Linked DNA regions of Mus musculus: region 1 is linked to region 2. A link is a contact called in public promoter capture Hi-C data. All regions are on one chromosome and are shown on one strand. The core of a region is the stretch at or near the end of the contact, and the rest is flanking DNA. Distances in the headings are between cores, read along the strand shown. Region 1 overlaps Cd53 (CD53 antigen). Region 2 holds the start of Olfr266 (olfactory receptor 266).

Region 1 (5,486 bases), core at 1,459-3,958, 64 kb before region 2:
TAGACACATGAGCACCCATAAAGAAAAATTACATCATATGGAGACTTCTTCATTTTTATATATAATATTTGGCACCCAAGCAAAAAGTTTTAGAGATGCCAAGACACAGGGCTAAATCACCTTTAGTTCATTAAAATAAAAAAGTTGAAAATAGAAATATATCTAGAGTTTGTCTTGGTATGGGGTAAGAATTATAATAATTCTATAGTAATTAATTTGTTAAAATGAAAGTAAAGGGAGAGAATAAGTCAGAAAATGTTCAGATAATTGAAATACATGGAAAAGAAATTAACATGATAACTAAAATGAACAACTAGGAGTAGAAAACTATCTGACTTTATAATTTCTTACTAAAAGAAAAACCAATACTTAGTTAAAAATATATATAAAAAAGAAAAAGCACATTGGATTTTTTACTAACTTTCCTTTTAAATCATTACAACATTATTCTTCTCTTTAATTATTTTTTTGGTGTTTTGTTTTGTTTTGTTTTGTTTTGTTTTGTGTTTTTAGACAGACTTGCTATGTAACTCAGGCTAACCTGGAGCTCACTATATACAATGAGTCTCTGCCTCTAACTACTGAGTGGTGGGATTATAGTAATGGACCACAGTGCCTGGTCACTTTAATTGCTTAATATATTTAATTTATTGATTTTAATACTGATATGCATTTCTAAGATAAATTCATTCATTTTAGTCACTTTACTTACTACTACATTTTTCCCATTTTTTGAATAATTTTTGTGCCTATGCTTATGAGTGAAATTGGCCATTTTGATATCAGAGTTGTATTTGCCTCATAATTGAGTAAAAGTATGTTCTATTGTAATGTTCCTTGAAAGAGTCTGTGAAAAGTTGGAATAAATTTTGGTTGAACATATCACCTCCAAACCTCTCCTTAACCTTCTCTCCCGTACCTTCACTTTTCTCCTCTTTTGAAGTCTAAATCTTAATTCATAAACAAAAAGCTATTTTCTCTCTTCTATGAGGACTAATTATTTTCTCTTGACAGTTCCTGATAATCCACTGAACCTGCTCTAAATTGTGTTTATTGTTAATTTGTATTTTTATCTTGTTTCCTAATTTGATCAAGATAATGATTAATAAAGACAAACATAAGTAATTAAAACGTGATAATGTGTCAGTAATGATGGCATATGACTGTAATTCCTGCACTTGTGAGGCTAGAGTAGGAGCATCACTGCTAAATTATGAGCCAGCCTGAATTACTGAGTTCAAGGTCAACCTAGATTACATTCTGAGTTCAAGGTCAGCCTGGACTACAAACTGAGCTCAAGGCTAGTCTGGACTACACAGTAAGTATGTATCTTAAGAAAAGGTGATAAGATCTACCAAGATAGGACTAATAGATTTAAAAACTGTGAACTTTTTTTAGAACATGTTGAATACGTACATTGTGTCAAAACTTAATTGAAAATGTGTGTATTATGCTGTGTCCCGCTTTAAAGTGATTCAAAAGTTCAGCTAGTTTGGGACACTAGCACAGTGGCAGAACATTGAGTTAGCATGCAGGAGGCTCTGAATTAAATTCTGTCAGAAAAAGCAAAGTTTATCTCTCACTCAAATAAAAGCTATGGAGATGGTAGCTCATACTTGGAAACACTTAGTAATTGTCAACTTTGAGAGATGAGGGAATTATTTATAGGAAGGGAAACTTAGGAGTTTTTCAAACAAAGGGAACTGTTAGAAAATGAAACAAATATATACAAGGTCTAATAAATCTAATAAAACTTAATAAACATCAGTTGTCATGAAATCACAAAATGTCAATAGGTAGGCTCTGGGGTTAACAATGGGATATTTTCTGTAGGATGTGACAGATAAAGTATCTGAATTTTATTTTTAAAACATAAGCCAATGAAGAGCTTCATGTATTTAAAAGTGTAGGATGAAATTTATGCTTTAAACATATAATTTGAGCTTCTATGAAAGAAATAGTTCAGATAGGGCCCTTTCTGACAATTAACACCATAGATAATGGGTGTAATAGCCATTCCTGGTTGTCAACTTAACTATATCTGGAATGAACTACAATCCAAAATTGGAGGGCTCACTTACCCTGTGATCCAGATCATGAGGCATAGTGGCTAGGAAAAGTTTAGGCCCAGGAAAGGTAGTATATGCCCTTAATCCTGGGAGACTGAGCCAAGATCTCTGAGTTCAAGGTCAACCTGGGACAAAGCAAATCCCAGATCTAGATGTACATCTTTAATCAGGGCCACACCTACAAAAGGACATTGGAAGAAGGAAGATTCACTCTATTCTTTGACTGCTTGTACTTACTTGCCAGCACATCTGCTGGAACCTACTTCTACAGAAGACCAGCTGAAACAACTAATCTCTTGGGACTGAGCAACTACTAGATTCTTGAACCTCCCATTCACAGCTGACCATTGTTGGGTTAGTTGGACTAAAGACTGTAAGTCATCATAATAAATTCCCTCAATATAAAGAGACATTCCATTAGTTCTGTGACTCTGGAGAACCCTGACTAATACAATGGGCTATTGAAAGACTTCAAGGACTAAGATGATGAGATAGATAGATTTAGTAATACTTGATAGGTAAATCCTTAGAACTCCATAACATTTTATTGGGAGTGAAGAACAAAGTAGAGCTAAGAACAAAGCTCAGGCATTAGGCAGGAAAACTTACTGGTAATGTCACCACTAAGTGTTAGTCTGAACAAAGAGGAATACATGACTCTTTATATGACTCAGAAAATGCAATAGATATTTTCCCTATAGAGCACCACGAAAATAACCAGTTTTCCTTAAAGCAAGTCAGAGAATTCTACAGAACATTTCTAAAACAAAAACCAATTATTTTCTATTCTTGTGAGTTCTATAAATTAGGCATTATATGTGTTCTAATTTTTTACTTTATAGAATATAGTTATGTATATACATAATATAGACAAGTACACCATATTTTTTGACATAGTAAGCATGAGATGGTTAGCAATCTCTCATGTGGCCATCAATGATCTCAACTTCCTAGAAGTCATATGCCTGTTGTGTAATTTTGCCCTGGGTGGAAATTGAACTTTTGACCCAGAATAACTGATGCCATCATTTCTGGGTTAAGTTATAAAAGTGCTATGACTTTTGTCTTGGATGCTACCTATCATTTTATGTCTTACCTGTCTCATTATTCACGAAACTACCCATATAAACTTATGTGTGGCCATTATATGAGGTTCATTACAACTATATGAGAACATGACAATGGATTAATTTTCCAATGAGACATGAGATGATGGAAGATATGGCTGACCACTTAATCACTATATGCAAGAAACAACTATCTATAATCATTTTTCTAAGCTACTTCCACACTCCTGATTACATAAAGCCATCAGACAATAAATGTTTGTTCTGACTTAGTAGCACTTAACTGTAATTCTAATATTCAGAAGTTAAAAGCAGGGTAATCATGAGTTTGGTGCCATCTTTGGTCATATAGTAAGTTCCAAGACAGCCTGGGCTACATAGCAAAATGCTGTCTTTAAATCAGTCAATTTATAAAACAAATATATAGGTTCTTAGCCACTACATTTTGAACTAATTTGTTATACAGAAATATAACATATATTTGGCTTGTAACAGAAATATCAGAATGAGTCAAATGTTTGATGGATAGTGATTATAAACTTTTGTTTATTAACAGGTTAAAATGGTACATTAACAGAACCTTATTTAATAGAGAAATAAAACATAGACATGGATGTGATTATCAGCTAACACACTGGAGATATTAATACTTCTGGGTTGTTTTATGGCAATGTAATTCAAGGCTACCAGACTGACTAACAATAGGATGGGAATAATCTTTTCTGGATGGATGGATGGAACAAAATCAATAAGACAAAGAAATTGGAATATTTTCCAGAAATAAAAGATTTCTGTATGATTCCTATTACCAAGGACTGTGTTCAAAAGGAAACTGAGTATGTCAATTATCTAATGAATGGGACTCAAAAATTTCCATCAGCTTCTCTCTTATGTGACTTTGTAGAGTGGAAGTAGCAAGATTTAGAGGCTAGAAATTGATTTGACAGTTGTTAGGAGACTAACATTTAAACTTGGACCTCTTTTTTGTAGTATTTGGGGCTAAACTCAAGGGCTCACATTTGCTAGGCTAGTACTCTGAGAAATAACCACACCAGCAGCTGGCAGTGGATCTCAAGCCACCAGTGCTACAGTGTCTCTTTAAAAAAAATACCCAAGTATGTAAAAAAAAAAAAAAAACCAAAAACACCCAGGTATGTTTCACCATCTTTAAGGGATATGGTTACTGCTATCAGTTGGTTAATGTTTGTCTTCTGCTTGATATGGGAAGTCCATGACAAATATTCTCTTCAGTGGATGTGTATAAGACAGAGATCCAGTCAAAGATGGAATAAGAAGAAGCCAAAATGCCAGTCAGGCAGGTAATTGTTTAAGTTCTCATGGAATGGATGCTTTGACTTTCTAGAGAGGAATAAGTCACTTAAGCAGGGGGAAGTTGCAAGTCACAGCCCTAAAGCCTGGCTTGTTTTGTCAATCTGGCAGTTGAGTGTCAGTGCAAAGGACATTCCCAGCACCTGAGAAGAGAATTGAGAAAATATGAGGTCTTCATCAGAGAAAACATTTCTCCCACAGTTCTGGAGTTTGCTAACACAGAAAAACAAGATTTCCATCACACTGTGAACACTCTCCAAACACCACTCCCAACTACATAATTACTCTTTTTAAGTTTAAGAATAACATTAGAGACAAAATGGGGACAATTGTAGTATTATAGAAAAGTCACTCTTGAAAACATTTTTTATCTTTTAAGAAGTCAGAAACTAAGCTATATATTCAAGTTACCCTCAGGGAACAGTACAAGAAAAATAAGTCAACTCTGCCAAAGCCTTATGTTTCCTTTATTTCATCTTCCTTTTATTTCTTGACTAAATCTTAAGTAATTTAGAATATGCCCAATATTGGGTAGAAAAGTGTTATGAATATCACATATCAAAACAAGACAAAACTCACCTTTCACTAGTCAAACCAGGTACAAGCACAAAGGAAAAGTAATTCAAATTTCCATCATCACTTCCTTCTTAACATAGAAGGCCAGGTTTTTAAGTGAGATATTTTATCTTAATCACTTCCAGACCAGCTAAGTTAGTGACTAAAGTGGGATTCTGCTTGTTGATTTTTTTTTTTACTTATTAGATATTTTCTTCCTTTACATTTCAAATGCTATCCCCTTTCCTAGTTTCCTCTCCGAAAGTCTCCTATACCCTCCCCATGCCCTGCTCCCCAACCCACCCACTCTCACTTTCTGGCCCTGGCATCCCCCTGTACTGGGGCATATAATCTTCACAAGACCAAGGGGCCTCTCCTCCCATTGATGGCTGACCAGGCCATCCTCTGCTACATATGCAACTAGAGACACAAGCTCAGGTGAGTACTGGTTAGTTCATATTATTGT
Region 2 (5,679 bases), core at 1,927-4,426:
TATCTAGTCTCTGGTTCTTGGTTATCCAAGCAATGTCAGGTATAGGTCCATCATGTGGCATGGGCCTTAAGTCACATCAGGCATTGGTTGGCTACTCCCACAAATTCTGTGCCACCATTGCGCTAGCATATTTTGCAGGTAGGACAGATTGTAAGTTAGAGGTTTAGTGACTGGCTTGGTGTCTACATTTCTGTTTTGGTACCCTGCAGAGTACCTTCCCACACTGAAGTGACTAGAACATAGGAATGAGAGTTCCATGTAGGCCCTAGCTCAACTTCACCATACTAAATGAGTTGTGTGGGTGTTGTCCTTGGCAATAGAGCCCCACTGTCAGTTTGTGGAGAGAAATCCTTTGTTTTAGCCACAGCCTGGGATATTTGGGTATTTCATGGGATCTCCTTTAGCCAACAACTCAACCAATTTCTGCCACTGAAAATATTACCTGGAGACAAGAGATGGGCAGTTGAGATTTTTATATCCCTCATTACTGGGAGTCTTCATTAGGATCGCTTTCATATATTCCATGAAGTTTCCACTACAATCGATTTCTACACCACCACCCAGATGCCCACAATTCCAGCCTTCTCTCCCCACGCTTCCTCCCCCCTACCCCACCTTCCCTTCTACCTGATTCACACTCTCTGTTCCTATCCACTCACCCCCTGTCTGCAAGTAAACTCTATTATATTTCCCACTCCCAGGAAGATCCATGTGCCCACCCCTATGATCTTCCTTTTTAACCTAACCTCTCTAGTCTACCGATTGTATCTTGGTTATCATTTACTTAACAACTAATATCCACATATAAGCAAATACATCCCATGTTTATCATTCTAGGTCTAGGTTATCTCACTCAGGATGATTTCTTTTATATTCCATCCATTTGCCTGCAAATTTCATTATTTTTTAACAGTTGAGTAATACTCTACTGTATAAATGTACATTTCCTTTATGCTGATTATAAGATGTTTTCATAGGTCAAATATATTCCAGAAAAAGACACAGAAGCTCTATACCCCTGATATGCAAATAATATCTTAAATAAATTCATTTAATGGAGATTTTAGGTTCAGCACAAAACAGAAAGTAAAAATTCCAACGTATTCTCTGTTCCTACACACCCAGTCTTCTCAATAACCAAATTCCATACCCAGGGGGTCAAATTGTTAAACCAATGAGACATCACAATCACCCAATAACCAATTGTGGTTTACTGTAGATACTGTACATTCTTTGACTTTCAACAAATGTGTAATGACACATATTCACATAGTAGGTTCACTCTCCTGTAATTGTTTTATACTCTACTAATTCATGCTTCTTCCCCCTAATGTTTGGCAACTACTTCACCTGTTACTGTCTCCATCACTTTCTCTTTTCAAGAATATTGTATTCTTGGAAACACAGAGATTGTGGCTTTTTCAGCAGCATTAGTGGTATTCCTTTGATAGCTCTCTGTATCTTTCCATCCTTTGGTGACTTAGCTCTTTTTATAGCACTAAATAACTTTCTGTTTTCTAGACATATCTATTCATAGGCTGAAGGATATATAAGATGCATTCAATTTAGAGAAACTATAAATAAAGCAGCTATAAAAATCTGTGTACAGTTTTCTTTTATGAAAATAAGCTTTTATTGAATTTGAGAAAAGAACATAGGGTATAATTGCTCAATAATAATGAAAAAATATGTTCAGTGTTGTAAGAAACTACAAAACTATCTTTTAAAGTGACTGAGAATGTTGAATGTCTACTAGAAATTAGAGGTTTCGCCACATTCTTACCAGTATTTGGTGCTGTCTATGTTCTAGATTTTTGGCCCTTCTACTAGATGTGAATTGGCCATCTTATCAATATAATTTTGTATTTATATTCACAATTTTATACTGAGTACTTGGTTAATGATTTTCTTCTTACTAGACAGTGAGTTTGATGATAGTAAGGAATTTCTCTATGATTTTTTTCATGTTTTCATCTCTTATGTCTAGCAGAGTACCTTGAGCATATTAGACCTTCGATAAGTATTCAAAGAAATTAGTCAAAATCATATCACTCCATCTTGATTATGGGCTTTTATTTTTATAAGGTTCTATGATTTTGGGGGGATGCAGGACAGGATTTGACCTACTTAGACCATGGCATGGAATACTAGCCCCCAAACTGTCAGAACTCAGAAGCATCGACAGCCATCAGAGGCAGCTGCCATATAGTACTTTTCTTTTTCATGTCATATGAGAAAGTCTGACTTCTTACTCAAGCATTTCTTCAAAGCTTCATGAATGTCTCTGTTTCTCAGGCTATAGATAATGGGGTTAAACATAGGTGTCAGGATAGTATAAAGCAGAGAGAAACCTTTGCGTAAATATTGGGAAGAGTTGGCTGAGGGCACAAGATAGGTGGCAATCAGTGTTCCATAAAATACTGTGACAACAGTGAGATGGGAAGAACAGGTGGAGAAAGCCTTTTTCCTGCCTGTGCCAGATGGGATTCTTAGGATGGCAATGAGGATGCAAGAGTAGGATATTGTGATAAGGAAAAATGGGACCAGAGTGACTGCAGAAGAGGTGGCAAAGGCAACGGTCTCAATCAGTGAAGTATCCATGCAGGAGAGATGGATCAAAGGGGCAAAGTCACAAAAGAAGTGATCAATTTCATTAGGGCCACAGAAGTTTTGTCTACACAGCAGGACCATGGTGATGGCTGTGAGGAAGAAGCAGCAGAACCAAGACCCAATAGCCAACCTAAAGCAGAGAGAACCAGTCATGAGGATGGGGTATCGGAGAGGCTGGCAGATAGCTAGGTAGCGGTCATAGGACATCACAGCAAGCAAGAGGCACTCTGTTGCAGCAAGGGATCCAAAGAAGTAGAATTGTGCCAAGCAACCAACCACTGAGATAGTCTTCTGGTCAGCTATAATAATCAGCAACATCTTGGGGACAATGTTAGAGGTGTAGCAGACCTCCAGAAAGGACAGGTTCACTAGGAAGAAGTACATGGGAGTGTGAAGAGCATGGTTGCACAGCACTAGAAAAACAATAAGGATGTTTCCAGAAATGGTTAGGATGTAGAAGATGCAAAACATTATAAAGAGGGAAATATTCAGCTGTAAGATGGAAGAGAATCCTCGAAGAACAAACTCCACTATCACCGTTTGATTTTCCCAGGATAAGGTCATCATACTTTGGTTTCTGTGAAGGACACGATTATAAAAGCATACATAATATAGCTGTTTCTACTTTATGCAAGAATGTGAACAGAATGGTTTTTATTCTATGCTCTCTCTACTCTCTGCTCTATGAGTGAAGAAGAGAAGAGGACTTCTTTAAATCACATGAACGAAGATAATTTAAAATAAGAACTTGCAGCTTTATTCTTTCCTTTTCCCTTACTTGGTATCATCACTTCATCAGGAGCAGAAACATATGAGCTAGAGGAATATAAAGATGGAGAGAGAACTGCATATTGCACATTCTTCCTGAGTGTATTCTAGTAATCTTGTGAGTTTTAGACAGGAAGGAAAATCTAAAGGGAAGTGCAACAGAGAAAACTAGGAGGATGTTTGTGAAATGACAAAGAGAACAAGGTGAGACAAGGATGCAAGACAGAGTCCCTTCTATTTTAAACAGTGACAGTAACTGTCATTTAAGACATTTAAAGAAATCTCTTTTCATATAAATTTTATTTTCCTCTCCATGAGTTTTGTGTGGTGTGGGTCATTTCTGAATTGTTTTCATGGCATTTTAAAGAATTTAAATAGGAAGTTTGAGATTCTCTGATTCCAAGGTTACAGGTTGTGAAGGCATAACCAGGAACAAGTACATCATCTCACAATTTTAAACAGATATTATAAAGGCAAATTAAAAGATTTTTATCTAAGGCTTTAATAAGTTATACCCATTTTGGATATAACAGCACAAGGAGTTGATAAAGTACAAAACAAACTACTCTGCTCATGTTCTATCCAGTACCAGAGAGTGTAACCAACTATGTGTATGATATGTGTAATTTGGGGACTGTTGGGTGAGTTAAGGAATCCTAGCTCTCCTCTTCAGTTGCACTTTGATGAAAGCCACTCACCAACAACAAAGCACTAAGTAAACAGAGAAGCACTCCCAACTCCTGCAATGGTTCTAAGGATGAACCCACTGTACTAATTTCAAGGTCTGAATCCTGTATGAAACTTCTTATGGCAATTATGGAGAAAATATATGGTTGAGGAAGGTAAGGTGAGAAAAATCTATGTATAGGCACATAAAGCACCATGTGGGTGTAACAAAGGGCTTGTTACCATGAGAACTCAAAAAGCCTTAAGTAAAGCCAGGGATTCTGCTTCACGGGTCTGACTTTATATTTGGTCTAGCTTTCTCAAGTCTCAGCTTTTTTCATTGTAAATGAAATAAAAGTTTGAAGAAGAATGTAAAAAATGTAAAAATCATACAAATAAAATATTGGAAAACCATTGACTATGCTGGGTTTTTTGGTAATATTTAAGTTTACTACAGAATACTCTGCTTAGAAGGACCACTGATAGCAAATATAAATCTCTCTTGCATTGCCCTGAACCATGAGTGGTCATGAAATATGGTGTTAAAAATTGATCTTTCTTGCCCTGTGTCACACCTACAGCCTTTTGTTAATATGCTGATCCTATTTTTACACTGCTGTAGAAAACTAGAGACCATCCTATGGGATATGAATTCTAACTTACTGAGGGTTTTATAGAACTAACCTGCAATCTCTATGAGTTCTAACAATCACGGGATGCCTAATATCTAATGACTCAGACTCTGAGATCATTGAGGATTCATTCTCTGAGCTCATATAGGGAAGCTGTGAAGAAGTTACTTCTCTCTACCTGCTGCAAAACAAACCTATGATTTGAGATCTTAGAAAAAAGTTCAATTGTGACACTGTACAACTAGACTCCTGAATACTGCTGCTGATAATAATGATATGCCTGCCCCAGCTAATCTTCCAAGTGCTGAAAATCTAGGACTCATAAAACCATCACCGTAACTCATCGCAACTGCAAGTACTTTACAGGTAGTTACACTTTATATGGGAACACAGTGATCTTGTTTATCTATCCATGCATATCAGGCAAAATGAGACAGTGATGAGATTTAAACCTATTGTGGACTTCCAGCTGCTAACAACACTGACTATCTGGGAGTGTAGCTAAAAAAGCTGTCTACATCATCAGACAAAGGTAAAAATAAAAATAGTTCCACAGGGCAAATTTCCACACAATTTTAAAAATTGTGGAGAGGGAGGAAGCCCTTTTTTGAGTATAATTTTGAGTATAATTCCATAAAAAGCATCATTCTCTTTAAATATTCTATAGTGTCTCCTGGACCTGTTTTTTATTTACTTTTATATTCTTTCTTTATCATCATTTTAAAAATCGGAGTAATCTATTATCTTAAAAACTTTCAGAAGCATGTTGGAGCAGTTGCTCAGAAACTTACTCTTTCCCCTCTACCAAGTGATTGCCCCACTTACTCAGGGTTGCTTCATACCCTGGATATAGCACAGAGAATCCTGAAATGAATAGAAAGTTTAGTCAGAATAAATAGAACACAATGGAGCCAAATTAAGAACACAGGCTCTAAAACTAAATGGGCTAGGTTCAAATCCTTCGCTCAACCACAAATGTATTTGAGAAAGCTTGAAAACTTTA

Evidence for each region. Promoter capture Hi-C pulls out the DNA fragments that hold promoters and counts their contacts.
Region 1: a contact with region 2 is called in a promoter capture Hi-C map of macrophages, with 6 read pairs. The contact joins the enhancer-like site here to the promoter of Olfr266 in region 2. A contact is called at or near these places in 3 of 39 promoter capture datasets (the C10 cell line, macrophages and second pharyngeal arch cranial neural crest), 2 of 484 Hi-C or Micro-C datasets (B cells and olfactory sensory neurons), 3 of 115 datasets of contacts at active chromatin or transcription factors (CD8 T cells, effector CD8 T cells and thymic regulatory T cells) and 3 of 9 other capture datasets (adipose tissue, liver and pancreatic islet).

Annotation. Positions count from the first base shown.
Region 1 is chr3:106,756,268-106,761,753 of GRCm38.p6, forward strand. Cd53 (CD53 antigen) reads right to left here. Exons shown (of 8, transcript NM_007651.3): 8 at 2,594-4,608. The coding sequence ends at 4,537. Among named protein-coding and RNA genes, the nearest start is that of Cd53, 31 kb to the right of the region's middle. Within about 2 kb of position 2,709, at least 5 of the 459 cell types and tissues checked have an H3K27ac peak or open chromatin away from gene starts, as enhancers often do. A contact at or near this core is called in macrophages, where this site is marked.
Region 2 is chr3:106,819,381-106,825,059 of GRCm38.p6, forward strand. Olfr266 (olfactory receptor 266) reads right to left here and starts at 3,177. Exons shown (of 1, transcript NM_146489.1): 1 at 2,227-3,177. The coding sequence starts at 3,177. The coding sequence ends at 2,227.